Regions from separate parts of the Callithrix jacchus genome. Here region 1 is linked to region 2. The links are chromatin contacts, called in public Hi-C maps. All regions are on one chromosome and are shown on one strand. Each heading gives the region's core, a stretch centred on a gene start, on an enhancer-like site or on the middle of the called end of the contact. The rest is flanking DNA. Distances are from core to core; before and after follow the strand shown.

The links. A called contact is a pair of places that touch in the nucleus more often than the background predicts.
Region 1: a Hi-C map of induced pluripotent stem cells shows a contact between it and region 2, with 4 times the contacts expected there. The contact joins two enhancer-like sites. A contact is called at or near these places in 3 of 3 Hi-C or Micro-C datasets (induced pluripotent stem cells and skeletal muscle).

What each region holds. Positions count from the first base shown.
Region 1 is chr6:19,245,650-19,249,571 of calJac240_pri, reverse strand. It overlaps ZNF710 (zinc finger protein 710), which reads right to left. Exons shown (of 4, transcript XM_054257247.2): 4 at 2,344-3,922. It overlaps IDH2 (isocitrate dehydrogenase (NADP(+)) 2), which reads left to right. Exons shown (of 11, transcript XM_035303833.2): 11 at 296-657. The coding sequence ends at 383. Among named protein-coding and RNA genes, the nearest start is that of IDH2, 17 kb to the left of the region's middle. Within about 2 kb of position 2,026, at least 7 of the 16 cell types and tissues checked have an H3K27ac peak or open chromatin away from gene starts, as enhancers often do.
Region 2 is chr6:19,075,555-19,079,934 of calJac240_pri, reverse strand. ARPIN (actin related protein 2/3 complex inhibitor) reads left to right here. Exons shown (of 6, transcript XM_078326776.1): 2 at 136-211; 3 at 3,149-3,281. The coding sequence starts at 3,269. Among named protein-coding and RNA genes, the nearest start is that of ARPIN, 5.1 kb to the left of the region's middle. Within about 2 kb of position 1,299, at least 2 of the 16 cell types and tissues checked have an H3K27ac peak or open chromatin away from gene starts, as enhancers often do.

The DNA of each region.
Region 1 (3,922 bases), core at 777-3,276, 170 kb before region 2:
CTCAGGCCAGCCGCTGCAGACCAGACCTAGAGAGCTGCTTCCCATCCCCGACCCTGCCCGCACCCTCGCCCAGCTTCTCCCAGGAGAGCAGTCACCTGGAAAGAGAACTTACAGGTGCCTGCAGAATCGCTGTGGCCTCATGGCAGTGGGCTATCGGGGCCTCTGGCCTACAGCCTGGGTGGCAGGAGATGGCTATTCCGATGCCCAAGCTCAGGCTGTTCCCTGAAAGGGCCTGGCTGACGGTGTTGGCAAGACCCGGAGCTGCCCCTGACGTTGAGTGGTGCTCTCTCCGCAGCGTGAAGCTGAACGAACACTTCCTGAACACCACGGACTTCCTGGACACCATTAAGAGCAACCTGGACAGAGCCCTGGGCAGGCAGTAGGGAGGTGCCGCGTGGCTGCAGTGGACGGGCCGGGCCGAGCCAGCGGGCCTCCTGAGTGCGGCGGAGGGTGAGCCTCACAGCCCCTCTCTGGAGGCCTTTTTAGGGGACGTTTTTATAAGCGAGATTTTTAAAGCACATGTGTTTCCCCTCCTGTGATGTGAGGCAGGAGCAGCGTGTCTTACCTCAGCCAGTTGGTATGTTTTGCATACTGTAATTTATATTGCCCTTGGAACACATGGTGCCATATTTAGCTACTAAAAAGCTCTTCACAAAACTGTCTGCTGTGTTTGTCCCTGAGGGGAGGAGGCAGCGGGGGCCCCGAGGCTGAGGCCCTGCTAGAGCTGGGGGGTTCCTCTGGGTCAGACCGGAGCCCTTAAGGAAGGGCTGCCACTGCGGGGAGGGACCAGGCAGCCCTCCTGACCTGCATTCATTCCACAGGGCCCCCACGGAGCTTTGGGACTCTCTGGGTTCCCTGGAAGTTCCTAGCACCATCCAGTTTCTGTGTCCGGTTCTCCATTCTGAGAGTGACTCAGTTCCTGATAGGTCGTCATTGATCTTTTTCTTCCTTGGTTTTAATCTAAACATCTCTAGGCCATATTCTTAGCCTTTTTCTAGGTACTAAAGACAGGTACCCACACCTGCCTCACACTTCTTTCCAAGGCTGCGTGGGTTTGCGGGGGCTTGGGTGCGTGTGAATAAGGGCCCCACATCATCCGGGCCAGCGGTTCCCAGGCTTGGGTTCACTTTCACCATGTAGTGGCAAAACGAGAAGCTTCAGAAAAACTGCTCTCCGCCAGGCACTGTGGCACAGCCTGTAATCCCAGCACTTTGGGAGGCTGAGGTGGGTGGATCACTTGAGGCCAGGAGTTCAAGACCAGCCTGGCCAACATAGTGCAACCCTGTCTCTACATAAAATACAAAAATTAGCTGGGCATGGTGACACGCGCCTGTAGTCCCAGCTATTCGGGAGGCTGAGGCAGGAAAATGGTTTGAACCTGGGAGGTGGAGGTTGCAGTGAGCCGAGATCATGCTGTTGCACTCCAGCCTGGGTCACAGAGCAAGACTGTCTCAAAAAAAAAAAAAATTGCTCTATGCACATTCTTTAGCCCCATGTAAAAAGGAAGAATAAACAGTTTCTCTAAAGCTACATATAATCAAATAACTGTCTTCTGCATAGTGATTAGCTTCTATTTGTTGGTGTTAAAATGTCCTGGAGAAGAGTTGTATAATCTTTATAAGGTCCTGACCAGGTGTAGTGGCTCATGTCTACAGTCCTAGGCCAAGGTGGGAAGACCACTTGAGCCCAGGAGTTTGAGGCCGTAGTGAGCTATGATGGCACCACTGCACTCCAGCCTGAGCAACAGAGTGAAACCCCATCTTACAAAGTCCCTTTCCTAAGTACTGGGGGACCCCCATGGCTCCCGAAACCCGACTATTGCTGTAGACTCAGTGGCTTTGGAAGGGCTCTTGCCCTCCACCCACACTGGTGCCTCTGCTTCCTCTTCCTGAGTAATGCCCTGAAACTTGCAGGGCTGTGAGAAGAAAAGCAGACTGCTGGCTCCCGCAGGCCCAGCCCCTGGGAGGTAGCTCAGGGCTTCCTGCGTCTTCTTGCCTGTCACAGCACAGGGCTGGCAGCCTTGCAGAATGTAGCCTCTGAAGCCTGGCCTGGCATCGGGAGCTGGCTTCTTTCCTGGAGCCCTGTGGGTGGGTGGGGAGGGGAAGAAGCTTTTCTCTGCAAGGGGTGGGAATGCAGGGCCTTGGCCCACACGACTCTCTTGGGCCTAGAGCAGCTGGCTGTAGGTGCCTGGCCCTGTGGGTGGCCATTCCAGGGCAGAGGATGGTCTCAGCATTCCCCGGGCCCGGGAGAGCGCAGCCCTGCTGTGTGGGGCTGGGAGTTCCTGCTGGGGGTGAGGGCCAGGTCCCCAAGAGCTGGGGAAAGATGCATTTGCAGTCACCTCACTAAAGAATATTCATTTATTTATAATTATTGCTAAGTAAACCTCTCTTTTAAACAGGAACATAAAAACACAGTAGGGCTTTGCACAAGTGGAATCTCTAAACAGTTGGTTTGTATACATGTCAAAATAAGTTAGAATGGAATTCGTCCAGGAGTTTCCAAGTCACCCGAGAGGCTGTGCGCCTCTTTTGAGAAGGTCAGGGAGGGGTGCGGACAGGAGCCTTGCGGAGACCACCCCCAGCTCAAACTGTGAGTTGTGCTGTTTCCTCCTCCCAGCTTTGCCCAGGTCCAAGGCACAGGGCAGGGGGCGTTCAAGTATCGAACCTCGAAGAGGGCCAGTGCGGATGGCGGGGTTGGGGAGGGAAAGGAGTGCCCCACCCCGGGGGCCAGACCTTCTCCCTTCAGTTTCCAAGCCCAAGGCCACTGCACTGGCGGGAGAAAGGAGGAGGAGGAGGTACAGGGTTCTTTTTGGTACCAGGGGAGAAAGACGTTGTGGGAAGAGGTAGTTGCAGGGGATGATGCCTTCTGCTCAGCAGGAGAAAATGTCTTGTACAGTGACGGGGTCACTGCCACCTGAGGGTCATCATGGTGGGTACCTGGGAGGCCGTGGGGCCTCGGGGTCTGGGAGCCACACTCGGGCCACCCTGTCCACCCCTCAGTCCTTGTCACAGTCACCCTGAGGCCTGGCTTGGTACTTCACTTGAGGATTCAGCCTTGGGGGTGGCTGCGCTGCAGATGGGTTCTGCCCACCCCAGGCTGTTCCCCGCTCCGGGTTTCTGGGCTGAAGCTAGTGGCTTCATCTGTGCCTTTGGGGACGGCCCCTGCCTGCCCCACCCCACTGAGTCCTCAGGAGGCACGTGGGTGGGGGTCCAGGTGCCCTAGAGTTCCTGAATGTGCTATTTCACTGCCCTGGGCCTGTCACCTCTGGTTGCAGGGGCAGGAGCTGGCGTGGGAACAGAGGGGAAGAGAGCAGGCGAGCAAGGGAGCGCACTGTTGGCTGAGCAGAGTCAGCAGCCCTGGCGGCCACGGAGGGGACACAGGACGGAGGAGTCAGTGGCTGCAGGGGCCAGGCAGGGGTGGAGGGCTTCCCCGAGCTGCCTTCTCCTTCCTTACCCCAGCCTGCTCAGGCTGCTGCCAACAGCTGCTCCTCTAGGGCCAGGGCAACCTGGGCCCCAGTCCTGCCAGCCAGGCTGCTCCAGGTGGGTGGGTAGGAAGCACGCACAGCACACGAGGAAGCTTACGCTTGGAACAGAAAATGCATCTCCATCAAAAAAGGTCATAGGTGACTCGGAGTTGGAAAGAAAAAAAAAGAGTAAGTTACCTTCGAAAGACCCCTTTGCTCAAAAACCCTTGTTTTCCCTTTGTGAGCTTCACTTTCCTTCTTAAAACATTGCTCTTTCCGGGGAGCTCTGACTTGCGGCCATCCCCGTCGCAAGGTGGACCCAGGAATTAGAAATGACTGAGGTCCTTCCCCCACAGGTGGTCCTGGGCCTCCTCGAGGACAGCCCTTCTTGGTCCCCTGTGGTGCCCTCACCCCGCTCTGCCCTGGCCCCTGCTCCTGGTTTTGACAGTGTGTGCCTGA
Region 2 (4,380 bases), core at 50-2,549:
GGTTGGAGGCCCCTACATAGGAAGCAGAGGGACAGGAGGCTCAGTACCCAGCCTGCTGAGGACTGGGTGAATAGGACACAGGTGAGACTTGCTGAGAACTGACAGAACCAGCTCTCCCTTTCTTTCCATCCCCAGGGGAAATGGTGTGCTGCTGGAGGGAGAGCTGATAGATGTCTCTCGGCATAGCATCTCGGATGCCCATGGCAGGAAGGTGAGGATGCCTCTTTGGTGCTAGCTGGGGGGCACGGACTTCACTGTTGTCACCCACTGTGGCCTCTCCTTCTGCCCAACTCCTTCAGTGCCATGACTTGGGATCTAGCTCCTTTCTTGATGGGCTTAGAAAGCAAGTAGGAAGTAGGTCAGGAGATTGACAGCTACATGGGACCACCAGCTGGAAGGAGAATGGTTTAAGGCTGCGTTGGGCAGTAGACAGGCGGGAGGGTCTGTGTTCTTGCCAGGAGAGCCTGGCTCATGGCTGAGAAGGCAGACCAGGCCCTCAACCCCGATCTCACCTGATTGTCACCTCTGGCACTGTCTGGGCTTCCATTTCCATGTTGATGTCCTGGCTGCCTTTGCCCTCTCGGCCTCCTGGATCCTGCCCTGTATGGCCACCCCATCTCAGGTGTCTTTGGGTACATCTGTCATTCACCATTGGCTACTAGCCTGTGTCTTTTTTCTGAGCACTAGTTCTGACTTTCCACTCCTCTTTCAAAAAGCCCCACCTAGATGTGCTGACCACCTTATCTCCTCGGTCTCTATAATTGAGTTTGGTCTCTAAAAATGCCCTCTCCAGTAGACCAGGGGCTGGTGCTACATGGAGCCTGCATGTCCCTCCTGTACCCTACAGGAGCAGCCTCGGCCCCCAGCTCAGCACTGTTCTGATGTCAGGAGGTATTTTGCTGCACCTTCCCTCCTTAGCACACAGTCAGCAGGTGGGAACACCCATCAGAGCCCCAAGCCAGCCTGCCCAGGAGAGCCCAGCAGTGTTCCCATGCTGATGTGGGGCTCACTTGCCTCTGCTGCCCTCAGGCAGGCCCTTCTCCCAGCTCCGCTTCAAACTTGCCTCCCTTAGTTCCATTCCTGGTGATGGTGCACTTGCCCTCCCAGCCACCAGGCTGCGAACCCTCACTGTCTCCTCCCCAGGTAAGCAGTGCCAGGTCCTGCCGGGCTCCTCCCCTTCCTTTCTTCCCCTCCTCACCTTCCCTTCCTCTGTCCATGGCGGCTCACCTTAGAGGGGCCCTCAGCCTGTCCTGATGACACCTTGCTCCTGTCCCCCTGCCTTCTGGCTGTCCCCAGAGCTCATCCCTGCCCTGTTGCTAACAGGACAAATGTCTTTCCAGAAAGACATCTCTGAGGGTCTCGCTGTTGCTCAGAAACCTTTCAGGATTCCTTGTCCACTAGATAAAATCTAAACTCCGAATGCCAACTCAAGACCCATCCCGAACAGAGCCCACTTGCTTTCCCAGCCTGGGTTCTCAGAAGGCCTCTGGATGCCCTGCATGGCTCAAGCATGCACAGGGAACTCTTGACTTCTATTTTCTATACTGTCCCAGGCTTTTAATATTCTTCCACAGCTTCTTCTTCCACGGTTGCTGACTTCCCCACCCTCCCAGACTTCACCTTTCTTGATTCTACCAGGAAGTGGCCTCCTGTTCTGCAGGCCGTGGGAGTGTTTCACCCACCTGCCTTGAACAGATGGCAAACAGCATTTACAGCACACTCATGCTTGGCACTGTGCTTGCCCCTCTGTTATCTCCTTGAACCCTCATAATATCTTTTTTTTTTTTTTTTTTTGAGATGGAGTCTCAGTCTGTCACCCAGGCTGGAGAGCAGTGACACGATCTAGGCTCACTGCAACCTCCACCTCCAGGGCTCAAGTGATTCTCCTGAGTCAGCCAACCGAGTAGCTGGAATTACAGGCATGTGCTGCCACCCCCAGCTAATTTTTTGTATTTTTAGTAGAGACCAGGTTTCACCATGTTGGCCAGGGTGGTCTCAGTCTCCTGATATCATGATCCTCCCCTCGGCCTCCCAAAGTGCTGGGATTACAGGTGTGAGCCACCGGTGTCACACCTGGCCAAACCCCCATAATATTCTTAACCACAGATATCATGTTATCTCCATGTGGCGGGGAAACTGAGTGGTTTGTCCCAGGCACTGCATCTGTTGGAAGGTGCAGAGTGGCTACCCTCACCCAGGGCTCCTTCTCAGTGCCCACCTCAGCAGTGCCCATTCCTGCTTCATGGTATTTGGGGTCCTCTGGCTTGGGTTATGGTTTTTGTTTTGTTTTGTTTGAGATACAGTCCAGCTCTGTCACCCAGGCTGGAGTGCAGTGGTGCGATCTCGGCTCACTGCAACCTCCACCTCCCGGGTTCAAGCAATTCTCCTGCCTCAACCTCCCAAGTAGCGGGGATTATAGGCGTACACCACCATGCCCAGCTAATTTTTTTTTTTTTTGAGACGGAGTTTCGCTGTTGTTACCCAGACTGGAGTGCAATCGCACAATCTCGGCTCACCGCACCCTCCGCCTCCTCGGTTCAAGCAATTCTCCTGCCTTAGCCTCCCGAGTAGCTGGGACTACAGGCGCACACTACCATGCCCAGCTAATTTTTGTATTTTTAGTAGAGACGGGGTTTCATCCTGTTGACCAGGATGGTCTCAATCTCTTGACCTCGTGATCCACCCGCCTCAACCTCCCAAAGTGCTGGGATTATAGGCGTGTGCCACCGTGCCCAGCCAATTTTTTATATTTTTGATAGAGACAGGGTTTCACCATGTTGGCCAGGTTGTTCTCAAACTCCTTACCTCAAGTGACCCACCCTCCTTGGTCCCCCAAAGTGCTGGGATTACACACATGAGCCACCATGCCCGGCTGAGTTACGGTTTTCTGTACATAGTTTTTGTCTGGCTGTGTAGAAGCCCTGGCTTGCCCTGTTAGGAACTTTCAGCACGGCGCATTCTGTGTGGCAGGTGCTCCTGTGAACGCATGAATGAATAAATGTTTGGGTGGGGGTATGTGCCCAGCTTGACTATCTTTTGGCACTGAGGACAGCATCCAGGGTAGATGTGAGGTTGGGGTTGCAGCCAGAGGCCAGAGTGTGTGTTGTGGGATGAGGCCACTTCCCACTCTCTGTCTGCCTGGCCCCAGGAGCGCTACTACATACTGTATATCCGGCCCAGTCACATCCATCACCGTCAATTCGACGCCAAGGGAAATGAAATCGAGCCCAACTTCAGCGCCACCAGGAAAGTGAACACGGGCTTCCTTATGTCTTCCTACAGTAGGTATCCTCTGCCCTCCCTCCCTCCCTTCCTCCTTCAGGGCCCTCCCAAAACGTGGTAGTCTCATGAACCTCCTGGTTCCTGGAAAGTATCTTCGCAGTGTGCTTGGCCTTGAAGCCCAAGTGTCTGGCCTGAGGCTTCCCCACCCACCCCTGGGGCTGCACCTCTTCCAGCCTCCCATTCACTCTGAGGATCCCTGCCCTCCCCTCAGTCCCAGGGACCAGGCTGGCCTTCCCACCCTGTGGCATTTCCTGTGTCTGACAGAATCCCCCACAAACCTGGCTTTGGGCTCCACCTGCCTTTGTGCCGAGTGCAGGCCAGGCCTCAGCGGTCTCCGTTTTCCTGCCTGAATCCTCATTTGGTTCTGGGGTTCTGTCTTAGGCCGCGTGTGCTGTACAACAAAATACCTTCGGCCGGGTAACGTATAAACAACAGAAATGTGTTTTATTTTAACTTTTAAAATTTTGATTTATCTGTGCATTATTAGTGGCTGGGTTTTGCTGTGTAGCCCAGGCTGGAGCGTCATGGCTATTCTCGGGTTCAATCATAGGACACTACAGTCTTCAAGTGATCCTCCTGCCCCAGCCTCCAGAATAGCTGGGACTGTAGGTGTGTGCCACCACACCTGCTTGACAACAAAAATGTCTTGCTTACAGCTCTGGAGGTAGGGAAATCCAGGGTCAAGGTCCAGCAGATTGGGTGTCTGGTGAGGGCTGGCTTCGTGCTTCTAAGATAGTGCGCTTGTGCTGTGTCCTCAAATGGCAAAAGGCGAGGCAGCGCTCTCTTCAGCCTCTTCTGCAAAGGCACTCATCCCACTCACATGCCATGACTCCTGAAGGTCTACCTCTTAATACTATCACATTCGTGATGACGTTTCAACATATGGTTTTTTTTCTTTTTCCTTTTTTTTTTGAGACAGTCACGTTCTGTCACCCAGGCTGGAGTGCAGTGGTACAATCTCAGCTCACTGCAACCTTCACCTCCTGGGTTCAAGCTATTCGTACCTCACCCTTCTGAGCAGCTGGGTTTACAGGCATCTACCACCATGCCTTGCTCATTTTTGTAGTTTTAATAGAGACAGGTTTTGCCATGTTGGCC